Regions from separate parts of the Zea mays genome. Here regions 2 and 3 are each linked to region 1. A link is a contact called in public Hi-C data. All regions are on one chromosome and are shown on one strand. Each heading gives the region's core, a stretch centred on a gene start, on an enhancer-like site or on the middle of the called end of the contact. The rest is flanking DNA. Distances are from core to core; before and after follow the strand shown. Region 1 holds the start of LOC100384594 (Ascorbate-specific transmembrane electron transporter 2). Region 2 holds the start of LOC103627472 (membrane steroid-binding protein 1). Region 3 holds the start of LOC107522034 (Vesicle-associated protein 1-1).

Region 1 (4,614 bases), core at 378-2,877:
AAATTAGGCAAATATAAGTGCAATCCCAATCCAACTATCTAACTTTGCCATCATATGCATGACCTTACCTGAATACCATACAAAGTAATCGTCCCTATCCCAATCCAAGAGTGCAAACTGTAAAGATTGGCAATCCCACTCTCATTATGATTTTTGAAGGCGAAATATATTCCAACCGCACCAAGGACAAGTGCAATCCCGTGGAGAACTAGATGGATCAGCTTATTTGTCTCGTGGTTCGATGTTGGAAGTACCCTGTATACCATTATAGCTGACAACGACGAACAAGATGTTACTAAACTAAAATCTGTCATGTGACAGAAAAGAGAAGCCTGGAAAACATTTAAATCATTTACCTTCGCCGCCGATGATAATATAACCGATAAGCATAAGAACAGGGTGAACCTGCAATGTTTAACATGTGATGGACTCTAAATCAACTTATTATTCTGATTCAGTTTCAAAAAATAAAAACTTATTGCTCTGATTCACTAAAAACTGTACAGACGAAACAAATGGTTAGCTTGAAGCAATAGATAGGGTTTCGTGATTTGAAAGGTAATTGATGAAACCTCAGGAGGGCAGGCAGACAGCAAAATGCTTTCTAACTAACATAGGCCACAACCTCAGCCAAATAAACACGTATTAAGTGCTCTGCTAGTTTTAGCTAGAGATTCTGAATAGCGGCATAATTGAAGTCCTGGATTGCAGAGAACTGAAGGTCCAAAAGCTGATGGCTCTTTGTGAATTCTAGCTCATGGCCTCTCTCTCTCTCTCTCTCTCTCTAGTTTGAGAGGATTCGTGGATCGTAGAATCTGGGCGAGCTGGATTGTGTAATTTAGTACTCCACAATCCAGCTCGTGCAGCAGCCTATGTGTAATTTAGTAGAAAGCTACTACGGGGTATAAAAGATAGAATCCACAATCTCTGACTGAAGCAAAGAAAGCTAGAATCCACACGCTCGCCGACAGAACTGCACAATAACACTTCTTGATAATTCTATAATTCTACTAGATTTAAATTTCCTCACTTTTCTAGCTCGTGAAGCAGCCTACACGCGCTCACGTCGACGCGACGTCAAAGGGGAAAGAAAGCAAACAAAAGGGAAAACACGCGTCCCCAAAACAAGTTGTCGGCGTTGAAGCAACCAGCGCGGGGAGGGGAGAGGCAGTAGTACCCACGTTGAAGATGAGGTTCTTGTTGGTGGCCTCGATGGCGAGCCCACCGCGGAAGTAGATGGCCCAGACCAACACCATGGCCGCCGCCGCGACGGCCAGCGCGTGCGCCGCGTACGTGAAGGGCGCCGCCCGCACGCCAAGGCCAAGCCCCATGACGTTTTCTTCGCTTTCCTCTTCGTCGCCCCCTTTGCCTTGCCACCCGCGGCGCGCTGCTGCTGGCACAGTGCCACCAACGCTCAACGGCGTCCGACGCAACGACTGGAGGGACTGAATGCGGGAGCGTGGTGTCCCCGCACCGTCGTCTCCTATAAAAATGGCAGGGATTTCGTTGGTTTTTGTTGTTTGGTTTTTTCGCTGTCACTAGAGCATTCTATCGAACATGTTCGGTGTACGAGTACCTTATATAACTTGGTTCATATCTGTAGATTCTCGTGCTACCGAGAGCTCAAGTTTTTAGCTTGTTACTTCTAGCGTGATCCGTAGCCTTCGTGTGTGTTGAGATTTGAGAAGAATCAAGGTGCCACCTGCGTCCGCGGGACCCAGCGCGAGAAAGCAACAGCAAATCGCTAGCGCGGAAAAAACTTGCACCGGTCTGGCGACGACCGGTGGGTTGTTGGAACTCGTGACCAAGAGCTGTGCTACCCTTTGAAGACCAGAGGATAGCATACTTCGTCTTCTCCTGTGCTCTGGTGTTATCAGGCTTGGTGACGTGGTCAGTGGTCACTAGCATGGGTCTCTGATTCTCCGTCCGCCGACTACAAGGTTACAGGTAAACTTCGTGAGGATCGCTGGCTGATGGTAACTGATTGCGGAAAACTGGCATGAGGGCCGCGTGAGAGTTCAGAACTCGGCGTTTGCGTTTTGCAGCCCTGCTCCCGCGTCTTCCTCGTCGTTTCGTAATGATCCTATAATTAACCTAGCGTTTGATGTCATAAGCATAAGGGCATTTGGTCTAGTGGTATGATTCTCGCTTTGGGTGCGAGAGGTCCCGAGTTCGATTCTCGGAATGCCCCTATATTTATAAAATATTTTTTTTATTTCTGTTGATTGTCTGGGCTGCTTTTTTGTTGCAATTTCTTTTGCTGGTTCAGACACATGAATATGATTGATATATTTATTTCCATGTACTAGTTTGGAACATGGTAACGATATTGGTATATATAGAGGCAAAATAGTACTTAACTCCACGACTTCCGCACAGAATTACAAAAAATGTGGTGCTAACTGCTAGAGCTGTTTACGCTGCCGTTTCAGCCAAAAAAAATGATGTGTATTCTAGCTTTTATTCGCTAGTGGGAACTGCTGCTTGGCTCGTTCGTCTGCTGCGGGCCGCTGGCCGGAACATCCGGCTGCGCCGTCGACTGAGAGTTGCCCGCGTCTCCGGCCGGCGCACTGTGCTCGTTATCATCGTCTCGCTTATTTTCATTCGCGTCCACGACGGGTGCCGATGCCCGGCCGGCGTGCCGCGCCTGGGGAGGAAGCCGGTCCAAACGGGCCTTGGCGTGGGCGCTTCGGGAACTGGTCGCGGCCTGCTCGGAACGGGCGGGGGGCCGGAAACCGGCGCTGCGGCGCAGGTGGACGTTGTTGCCCTTGGGAGTAGAACGGGTGGGGGCATGACTGACGGCTGACGCTGCTGCGGCGCGGGCGGACCGCGGACGTCCTTGGAAGTGGAACGTCCCGTATACCGGCGTCTCGTGGTACTGCGACCCGAATGCGGTCTGGCCTCCGACTCCGACCAACGAACGGGGAATCGGCGCCGGCGGACGGTTCTCCAGCACTTTCGCCGGCAGATCGCCTCTGTTCGTCAGGTACTCCGCGGCGAGGCGGCCGGTAGCCATCAGAACGGCTTCACTCTCTTGCGGTGCCATCTGCAGTTCAGGCGGCACCGGGGGGCGGTAGGGTGGACCTGGCCCGTAGCCGAAGCCGCTGCCATATAGTACCCTCGTCCTGGCTGCATCGTCGGTCGTAATTAGACGGGACTCTGTTTCTTGACGTCCAGAAGACGAACGCGTGCCGACTGAACTTGAGGCATCGAGGGGTTAGGCTTGTTCGGTTATTTTCAATCCATATGGATTGAAAGGGATTGATACGGATTAAACGAATTTTGATTTACTAGAGATTGAAACCCCCTCAATTCCTCTTAATCCATATGGATTAGAGTAGAACCGAACATAGAGCGAGTTCGATATTCGTCTCCGACTCGGGCACACAGGAGTTTTTTTTTTAATTCTCTTTTTCGAGGAACTCACTGATAGTCACAGTATGTCCTTGTTTTTTTAAGAAAATAACAATGTGGCCTAGTTTTTTTTAAAAAATAGCAATGTAGCCTAGCATCTATCAATCTTTATACTCGGATCAAAAACAAATTCTAATCTGCAAATTTCAAGTGTTTGTGGCTTTGTGTCGGCCTGTTTGTTTCAGCTTTTTTAAGATTTTGCACTTTTTAGCTTTTGAATTTTCTAAAACCTAAACAACTTTCATAGGTTAAAAGCCCTAAAGTTCATCCTAGTGAGCTTCATAGGGTTTTTCACTTTTGAATGGTCCAAAAAATTGAAGTTCAAAATCTCTAAAAAGCAGAAACAAACAAGCCCAAAGCGATAGCCCAAGTACCTATCTGTTGAAGGCCCTGTTTGCAATAGCTCCAGCTCCAGAAATTTCGTGGAGTTGATGGAGCATGTCATTAGGTGCTCCAGAAAATCGTGAAGCTAGCATTGTAGGTTTTTAGAAGACATTTAGATAAGTTATTTTATTTATTATATAGATTAAAATAGTTTTAAAACTATTTAAATTGATATTATAAACTACAGCTTTACATTGGAGCTGGAACCTAGAGACATCCTAAACATCCCCTAAGATATCGAATTAAGCAGTAGACTAGTGACATATAAGCCTGAAAATGAAGCCAAACAAATGGGATAGACAAAAGACCTTTGAGGATACGCACCTTTGGGGATATGCCAATAATGCCATACCCTCACAGTTTCAGAAAATGAATAGCTATCCATGCCGCCATGCGAGCATCATAAATGCAAACACATGTCAACAAGATTACTGCAGTGAAACCTGAACCTATAGAAGATGATAGTGGCACATAAATTTCATATAAGTTGAAACAGACAGGATATAAGTCTAACAAGGATACATTCAATCATTCCCAGGAGTGCTAAAAACAATATGTACATTGACAGCTCCTGCGAGGTTAATGATGGTGGCGAGTTCTCATGAAGAAATATTTCATGGATTGTCTTAACCAAAACATTAAAAAAAAACTTACATGTGGGCACCTTCTCCTAAAATAACACGCTCTGGGTGTCCAGGACATTACTGGACCTGATAATCTACGTACCTTCTTCATGGTACTTTTTAGGGAAGCCACATCCAACACCGGGGCTGCTTTGATGTCTCCAAACCAGCTTGCTTTGTTTTTCGTTCCCAT
Region 2 (4,517 bases), core at 617-3,116, 190 kb before region 1:
ACAACTGACAATGGAAAATAACTGAGGTCACAATAGCTGAAAGCATCTTGCTGAATTTGGTGACTTGAAGCATTCGTTCACATGAAAAATGAATCTATTTGGGACTGACCAGCATCTAGAAACCGCAAGGACGATCAGTAACTCAGTATGCACATATCGTCAAACTAACCTAAACGCTTGCAGAGCGGTCATATCACTCACACTAGCTGGATAAAATGCTATCGCTAAGATCTCCGGAACAGAATTCAATTCGAATTTTATCCTAGTCAAACTAGGTGAAGTTTGACCAGATTATAGAAAAGGCATTAATATCTGTAAAATATAATACATAATACATATGCTATGTAAATATTCCATAACAAATCCAATTGTACTTATTTTGTATCAAAATACATGTACCATGTAAATATATTCCATAAAAAATCCAATTACACATTTAGTATCAAAATTTATAGTGGATTTTTATAGAAATTATCTTGTTGCAAACCTATGAATCAGTTGGATTAAAATCTTAGATTTATACTAGAGCCACGATGATAGAGCCAAGGGTTATTCGTATACGAACTTGATGATCATTTGTTTAAAGAGAAAAGAGTTGTCTTTTGAACAAACAAAGTTGGAAGGAAGAAAATTCATTCTTTTTTTATTAGGAATCACTTGATATGGACAGAGCAAGAAAAAAAAATAGAAGGGACTGAATTAAAGCGCTACAACGATATAATCTCACTAGATCACCTACAATAGACATATATAATAGTTTGCACATTTTAAAATTTAGGAGGGTTTAAGGCTAGTTTAGAAACCTAATTTTTTTGAGGGATTTCTATTTTCCCAAAGTAAATTTGTTCATTTTTCTTACAAAATTAGAAATTCTTGTAAAAATAGAGTTTTCAAACAGTCCTTAGTAAGAGATTTCTCCTCTAGTTTCACATGGCAAGGTCGGTAAATTCACCTTTCCAGTTCCACTTGCTTTTGTTGACATGAAGATTACTCACTGAAATGACGACTTAATTTTCTAGTCTAATAACCATTTTCGTTTTGCTAATTCGTTTTTTCAGTCATATAAAGATTAACTGAAGACTCATGTATGAACCGTTTGCTTTTTAAAAGTAATACACCGTACTAAAGATTCTATGGGAGTTTTACGGGTGCTAGACTTCTAGTGTCTCCCGTTCCAAGTTTTTCCATGAGAAACAAAATCGAAACTGTTCAACAGGCTAGAAAGCACGTACCTGCTCTGCGTGACGTCGTAGATTTGGCCCTTGATGGCCATGAGCAGCGGTTTCTTGGGGTCGGACCCATCGTAAGCTCGGAGCTCCTCCTCTGTCACCTCGCCGAGCTGCACCGGCGGCGGCAGTGGTTCGAAGGTCCTCTCCTCCGCCGCCTCCTCCTGCCTCCTCGATGACGTCTGCGCCGGCCGCGCAAACAGTCCTGAAACCGCGACGTACAGCGCCGCGGCCACAGCCACGGCCGTGAAGAACGCCGTAGGAGTCAACCCAGTGTACACCGCGACGGCCTCCGTCGCCGCAGCCCACCACTCTGCCATGGCCATGGCCATGGGCACGGACGGAGAAAACCGGCCGGCAAGGGGAGAGGGAGAGGCAGAGGTGTAACCGACAGAGTAAGGTGGAGGGAGCAGTGCCGGTGCGAGGGAACAAGTGAAATGGGACGCGCGAACCGTGCGCCTTTTTTTCTGAGGGACAGGGAGGAGCACCGCGCGGTGGATGGGATGGAACGGAACTGGGCTGTCCGGCGCGGTCTATGACGGTGGTGACCAGGCGGGAGTCGGCGAGTCAGCGTCGGAGAGGGACTTGCAACCGCGCGGTTTTCTTCGTCTTTTCGGTTTTCATTCACCAGCCTCCCTGTCTCTCTCCTCGCTGAAGAAAGAAATGGAGAAAAAAGAACCAGATTCGGAGAATGGAGAACTGTAGATAGGTTTGCAGTCAAGTCACGTTTTCTGGAGGAAAAAAATGTCAAGTCACATTGTCCAAAATTTGACATGAGAAATCAGAATTGTGTTGTTTTGTTTCACATTGAACATCAGACTCTCGTGCCAGGAGCCCAGGACCAGGTGGAGGCGATCTTTTGTCAGGGCTCCTTTGTAAAGTACGAATTTTATAGGATTGATATAGAAATTAGTTTAAAAACACATGAAAAACGTAGAATTCAGAAAAAATCCTTTGTTCCAAAAAAACCCCTCAACTGGTGTGCTGAGGAACTCGCATCATTGGGCTTTGGGAACGTTTGTGAGCGACCGTGCGACATGAGCCCGCCTTGCTGATGCCGTGAATCACATAGCCCAGTAGCAAGTGAACTTGCGCCATGTCATGTGGGCCATTCTTCCTCATTCCTCGACTAAAGAGCTTGTTTGGTAAAGCTCTACAAAATTCAAAATACGAATCCAGATTCAGTTTTTTTAGTCACATTTTTGGATCCAGCAGCTCTAATGTGGTTCACTTTCTAGCCAAATGTTTTTTTTATCTAGCGGCTCTACCGTGGATTTGCTCCACCAAAAAAGATAGATCTGTCCGACTGTCCCTATATTCATTGGATTGGTGGTACAACTCCTAGTAGTCGAGGATTTCATTTGATCTTCCTCAACTATTATACATATCCGATTTGCTACTATTAGGTCATCTTCAGCATCCTCGTATCCATATTTAAGCTTCACTCCCACAAACAGTATAGTCTACATTGCAAACAGTGTAAGACAATGTTTTAAATGAACATAATGATAAACTGTTGGACACTATCTTATAGCTAGTTTAGATACACTCATTTCCCTCCGGTCCCTATGAAGAATCCTGGATCCACTAGCCCTTAAGAAAAAATATCAGATTTTAGTTTTCTTAAATGTTTTGTGAAGTGGTTAGTGCTTTAGAAAGTTGGTTGACGTGACACCACATTCTGTCATATATGATGCCACGTCAAGCAACGAGAAGGTAAATCGCAACAGTCCATAGATCATTAGGGCCCTGTTTGGCACGGCTTATTTTCAGCTTCTTCACAAATTTAAGCAGAAGTTCTGCCAAACAGCTAGCTTCTGCAGCAGCTTATCAGTTCAGCTGCTTCTCAGAATACACTAAAAGCAGCCAACAAGCAGAAGCTGCTTTTCACCAGCTTATCAGATAAGCTGCTTTTTCAACAAGCAGCAGCTGTGCCAAACAGTGCCTAGATCCATTAGACTAAAAAAATTGTAGATGGTTTTTGAAAAATAGCATATTGTTTTCTGGAACAAATATGCGTTTAAAATACTAAAATGTGAATTAATATTAAGAAATCATAGAAAATGTATTTTAACCTACGGAAAACTAATTCATAGTTTTCTAAAAATCATGCCCTACTTTTTTCCCCTGCTTACAATTGTTTGAATATTATATATTCTCCTAAAATTCGAAACTTGGCCAAATATTAAACAGAGGATGTATACCAAAAACCCTAAACCCTTTATCAATTCGTGACATAATAATAATGCATAATAATGGTCCCTCTGATCTGATGATCCCGTCGATTATCTCGCTTGCACAGTTGTACACGTGGTCCGTCGATGACTCAAGCTAGCGAACCGAAGTTGCCAAGGCAACATCAACTTGGACAACAGATTAGTTCGCGTCATGTATGACGCTAACGAGAAGTTTCTTTCACCCATGTGCCCGGTAAGCTCGCCCAGGAACCTGCCTGGGCGCCGCCCGTCCGGACTTGAGAGCTGAAAGGTCAACAAGCACCCCCAACCCAACCATCATCAGGAAATCCCTGCCTTGCGCTGTCTGAGTACCTAATGCTGACCCGCATCCTCTCTCGTCAACAGACCACATCAATATCAATACTAGTACTAGGATTCATCATCAGTAGTATATAAAATGAACCAGAACAACCTATCTGTCTGCAAATGCACTCGTTTCAGGCCTGACGTCCGTCTCCAACTCGACTACTATACTACCGCCGCGCTCTGCTCCTGCACCAGCCGGGTCAGCTGAACTGAGCATCATATCATGGAGGGAGGAGCCGTTCCCAAGCCATCGGAGAAGAGGTGCACTGTGCACACATAGCACGACATGAGAGCTTCTGTCGTCCGACCGGCAGCAGGCAGCAGCTGAGTTCATGCGCGCTTATTTACTTCCATTTTCTTGTGCGTGGTCAGGGTGGCCCTCGTCACGGGCGGGAACCGGGGCATGGGGTTCGAGATATGCCGGCAGCTGGCGTCCAGCGGCCTCACCGTCGTCCTCACCGCGCGGAGCGAGACGCGGGGCGCCGAGGCGGCCCGCGAGCTTCACGGCTTCGGCCTGCCTGACGTCGTGTCCCACCAGCTGGACGTCACGGAGCCCACCAGCGCTGCTCGTCTGGCTGATTTCGTCAGGACCAAGTTCGGCAAGCTCGATGTGTTGGTACGTACGGCCCCTCCGATCCGTCGACTTCTGAGTTCTGACCGTCGTCGACTTCGTGCGCATAAACTGGTTCACAAATCACACGCTGCAGGTCAACAACGCGGGAATCATGGGGGTGACGATGGAGGTTGG
Region 3 (4,645 bases), core at 1,860-4,359, 220 kb after region 1:
TTGGTCAAACCTTATGAAGGGATTATGTTCAGATAAAAATACACTTTATAAAGGTGGATGGAGGGATCATGTGAACCTGCACATGTAGTTCTGCACTTGATGGAACCATGAAAAGCAAAAGGAACTAAAAAGAGAACGAGAGAAATGGATGGAAGATATAAAAAGGATAAGGCTATGTAAAACATATGTAACAAAAGAAACCAGGATACAATCTGAAAGTGATATGTACAGAAATGCAAAAGCTATCAAAAGAGCTATAACATAACTTTGTCTAGCCAAGAAAATAAAAGGTGAATGTAGCCTAAAGTCAAGGGTAACCGAATTATTAACTGTTTGCATAATAAGCAAAAAAATCCAATGAGGCACTGACCAATTCTTGTCGAAGCTTGTTGTTCAGCTCAACAGCAGAATTCTTCTCCTCCATCAGTTTCGAAATCAAAGCAAATGGCTACAGAGGCATAAATAGACCATGTCAAGCCTGTAATGGAGTCCATGTAACCTACCAAGGACTCGATTGCTTTGCTTTTAAAAATTTGCTGACAAGCTGAAGAATTCGATACAGGTAGAATGCTAATACATGAGAGCACAACACCGCTAATTAATGTATGTTTACATCTAATTTTATACAGATATAAGAGAACAAATAATTGATGAACTAACGCTGGAAAACTGCAGTTAAGAACACTGTAGCCACACAACAATAATCAAAAGGCTGCAAATGTGGACTACAAGAAGATTGAACGATTCCAGTTAAATATGCTATAACCGATAAGAGAATAAGTCAAATTAACAGTTTGAAGTGAAGCAATGCTATGGCCTTATAATTGAATGCTATTTGAGAGACTATCCATAGGATATGTCATTTGGAAACAGCATATTCAATATTGATTGCTTCAAGTAGAATGCAATTAGATAAACTATCTAAGATAGGCTATCTGTAATTTCTGAATCTTCAAAAGTTTTCATCCAATGGCAAACAGATACCGAAATGAGCTCAAGTGATACATTTAGAGCAATGATTAATTCCATCTACTTCTTTGCAATATTTAAGCAAATGGATTGCTGACGCTACAAATTTGATCACTTTTGAGGTACGAGTATTTCAAGTGCAAAAGTACTACACCTAGGATCTTTAGTAGGTACAGCTTGACAATGTTTATATAAAAGAGGTTCACCTCAGAGATTATTTTTTCTGATTCTTTGGGTTCTTTTGTTTCCTGCAAAGAAAGAATCACTTTCACTTTTAGAAGGTGGATATTGGAGAGAATCACTTATCAGTGCAAAAATGCCAAAATGTTAGTCAGGCAGGCAGTAGGCAGTAGCCCAACTGTTCGTTGGCACAGATCATGAAATACATGCTGTAATTATATAAGAGTAAATTCAAATACCAAAAAAAGAATTTGACATGGGTTGAAAACTGCAATTTTTGGTGCCTATTTTAGAAACCTATAGTTATTTTGACATCTTATTGCAGAAAAACTGCATGTTAGGTTTCTGCAATATGCCCCAAAGTTGAAGTTTTTGCAACCTAAGTGTAAATACTTGTAGGTTTTTTTGAAATCTACTCCTTATATAACAATCAACACTAAACTCAAATTCTTACCTCTTGATAACTCAAACTGCCGAGATTACCATCCTCAAATCCCTCGCTTTGAGAGGACGATGGCGCTGTATAAACTACCTTCAACTTCACTTCATCCACTATATTGCCTGAATCTTTGGTAAACTACATAACCCATCATTAAGATTTTTTTTTAGTGAACAGAAGGAGCACCCCCCTATAAAATGATAAAGAAAACTACCAACACACTAAAATGCGACTTATTACCATGTCTCCAGTGACTTCCTTCGGCATGGTCTCCTTGGCCACGATGGCGCTCTGCACAAGGAATTTGTCCTTGCAATGCATGTCCGGTGGCGCGTCCCGCTGCGCTTGCATTGTGACTGAAAATCCAACGATTCACGGTGGGTATAAGATGTGGAAATAAAGGGCAGCTATGCCATGACAATCATGCGAGGCACTAAATTACCAACAACGTCAGCTTTGGACCGGGGCGCCACCATGCCGTTGTTTGGCCGAACACAGTACTTTTTGGGGCTCGTTGTCTTGACCTACAGTCGGGCGGTGTCGCACAAGCTCAGTCCACTACGGGTACGGTACCATTTTGTTTCGCGTGGCTGGCTTCTCCTGCCCGGGAACGCGCAGGAAAGGATTCGTTTTACCTTGAACGCGACCTGCTTGTCTGTCTTGTTCGTCAGCTGCAGCGTGCAGGAGATCTGCTTATTTAACTCGACTGCATGATTCAGAGAGGAGAAGGAAATCAGGAAAGGAATGAACAGTACAGGACGGGACGACTGCATGTTACCTCGAAATGATTAGGAAGCAACAGAACACATGTCGAAATGAACCGCAGAAAGGATAAAAAGATGATGAACACCCGAGAAACAGCCAGTAGAAGATTATCGAATGGGCGTTCGACAGAGCGCAATAAAATTTCCCCCGAATAGCTAGCGAAGCTATGTTCGCTATGGCGACTACTGAGAAATTTTCAAGGAAACCAATAGAATCCGCGCGCCGCGAGGAAGGAAAAAAATAAATAGCAAAAATAAAAGACGCATACATGGGAACCGGAGGTCGACGGGGTCGATCCCGAGCAGCTCTCCTGACTCGGTGCTCATCCTGGAACAGAAACTCCTGCGCAATCGAACGGGACGCAATCCGCGGTGGTGGTGGGAGCGGCGAGGTGGGGATTCGGAATTTCGATGCCTCCCCTCCGTCTCTCTCTCTCTCTGTGTTTTTTTTTCTCCGTCTACCTATATTCCTGAGGCACCTATTCCTGAAGCAGTGGAGCAGAGGAGGAAGCGGAGGAAAACGAAGGGTCGAAACCGGGGAAAAGCTCGGGATTTTGGAAGGGGCGAGAAGCAGCCCTGGGCCCTGGCTGCTACCGCTACCGCTACCGCTACCGCACACCGGCGACGTGGCTACGCAGAATACTCGTGTGAACGGACACGTCCCCGCGACGCGAGTTTGAGGCGGGGAGGATGAGGATGCGCGTCGGTCTCTCTCTCTTTCGCTCCCCGAGCTATCTGAGGTTCTGAGCTACTCCTCCTATCTGCCGGCCCGCCCATTTTCCTCCGGAGGATTCAGAAGGCGGTTGCGGCGTCTACATCCGAGGCCGTTTCGCGTCCGGGTCGCCAGTTCTACCAACGTGCTGGATCCGGTTCGAATCGGTCGCGAGTCGCACCGATCGTCTCGTCTGGGTTCGAATCCGGGCCTCGTTTCCGCGACCGCGCCGCGCGTCAACGGCACTTCCTGCTCCCGGCGGCAGCCATACGCAAGTCGCGCGAGGTGTCGCGCTCCAGCAGGCCACATCGGCCGGGCTGCAGTTAGGTCCCGTGCCGCCATCTTCGAACGACCGTTTTATAGCGAACGTCGTCAGTATTGACCAGCGCGCGTGTTGTTGTTGCTACTGGTCCTTTTCATAGAGCCAGTTGTGAAGTGATGCTACGAGTCTCCGGAGAGTTCCGAGCTTGCAACTGCAGGCGACCCTGTTGGCTGGCTGGTACGGTGCTGCTATTCTTGAACCGGCACGGAAGCGCTTCTGACTTCTGGTTCCTGTTCTCCGCACGGCTGGAGCTGGACAACTGGGGATGCGGATACGGACTCTACAAAATGGACAAACGGGAATATCCGATCACAGATAGAGTTCTACTTTTCACGAATATAAAATGGCTCTATTTGTTTCAGTTTTTTTTTAAAAAAACTTCTAGCCACTAAAGCTGCTGCAGACAACGCTCAACTTTTCGGCCTGTGTTTATGAAAATTATTTTAGTCAAAATCATTCAAAATCAAAGTAAACAAAAAATTGACCGAGTCGTTGTGATAGTAGGAAACTGTAACTTTGGTACATTTTAAACCCTATTTGACCATTTTATCTTCATCCACACATAATTTCCATAATATTCAGATCCAATTTTTTTCACAGCCAGATTCTCATAAAAGCTTAAAAAAAAACTGAATCAAATAGGCTCAATATCCGCATAACAACATGCCAAATTAAGGCAACAGTAATACTACCTGACACTCTGGGGGAATAGAAAAGGGGCTGAATGTGGATGATCCTGATCCTTGATGCTGATGTTGCTCCGTCTGTCTGGATTATTCATTTATAAACGAGCACTTTTAGCCTATTCCCAGTCAAAAGTACCTGTATTTTATTGCATCTACAATTCCCGGGTGTTATTGGGGCTATTGTTTCTTGCCATTGAGAACTCATTCAGCGACGATAGAAGAGGTATTGATGCAAGTGTAGAGGCTGTTTGGTTGCATAGTATTTTTATACTTTTAAAGCAATACTATGATATTGTACAATACTATGGTTTTAGAAGCCAAAAGGTGTTTGGTTGGTGCTATCAAAACTCTGTTTTGAATATCATAGTTTACCTAAAACTGTAGTATTTTTGGAGTTCTGGATACTGAGGTCTAGACCTCAGTTTTCCTTGGTTTTCTTCCGTCACCGGCCTCTGCCACGATGGCCCGATCACCCGCCGTCCACTCCTCATGCAGTTATTACTAGGTTTCTAAACTTTGGAACCAAACAAGCATCGGTTTCCATGAAAACTGTGAAAAAACATGGTATTTAAA

What was found. Hi-C and Micro-C count contacts between places; a contact is called where the count stands out from the background.
Region 2: a Hi-C map of tassel shows a contact between it and region 1, with 2.2 times the contacts expected there. The contact joins the promoter of LOC103627472 here to the promoter of LOC100384594 in region 1. A contact is called at or near these places in 2 of 25 Hi-C or Micro-C datasets (bundle sheath and tassel).
Region 3: a contact with region 1 is called in a Hi-C map of ear, with 3 times the contacts expected there. The contact joins the promoter of LOC107522034 here to the promoter of LOC100384594 in region 1. A contact is called at or near these places in 7 of 25 Hi-C or Micro-C datasets (ear, endosperm, leaf and 1 more) and 1 of 3 datasets of contacts at active chromatin or transcription factors (leaf).

The regions. Positions count from the first base shown.
Region 1 is chr5:193,083,229-193,087,842 of Zm-B73-REFERENCE-NAM-5.0, forward strand. It overlaps LOC100384594 (Ascorbate-specific transmembrane electron transporter 2), which reads right to left and starts at 1,628. Exons shown (of 4, transcript NM_001177098.1): 1 at 1,182-1,628; 2 at 357-405; 3 at 69-271. The coding sequence starts at 1,331. TRNAP-UGG (transfer RNA proline (anticodon UGG)) reads left to right here and starts at 2,120; the gene lies at 2,120-2,191. It overlaps LOC103627474, which reads right to left. Exons shown (of 10, transcript NM_001350321.1): 10 at 4,253-4,614. The coding sequence ends at 4,517.
Region 2 is chr5:192,896,252-192,900,768 of Zm-B73-REFERENCE-NAM-5.0, forward strand. LOC103627472 (membrane steroid-binding protein 1) reads right to left here and starts at 1,867. Exons shown (of 2, transcript XM_008647763.4): 1 at 1,233-1,867. The coding sequence starts at 1,558. LOC100281076 reads left to right here and starts at 3,886. Exons shown (of 5, transcript NM_001153995.2): 1 at 3,886-4,030; 2 at 4,142-4,385; 3 at 4,477-4,517. The coding sequence starts at 3,993.
Region 3 is chr5:193,300,403-193,305,047 of Zm-B73-REFERENCE-NAM-5.0, forward strand. It overlaps LOC107522034 (Vesicle-associated protein 1-1), which reads right to left and starts at 3,110. Exons shown (of 8, transcript NM_001322276.1): 1 at 2,622-3,110; 2 at 2,224-2,294; 3 at 2,031-2,112; 4 at 1,829-1,944; 5 at 1,604-1,726; 6 at 1,176-1,217; 7 at 371-448. The coding sequence starts at 2,679.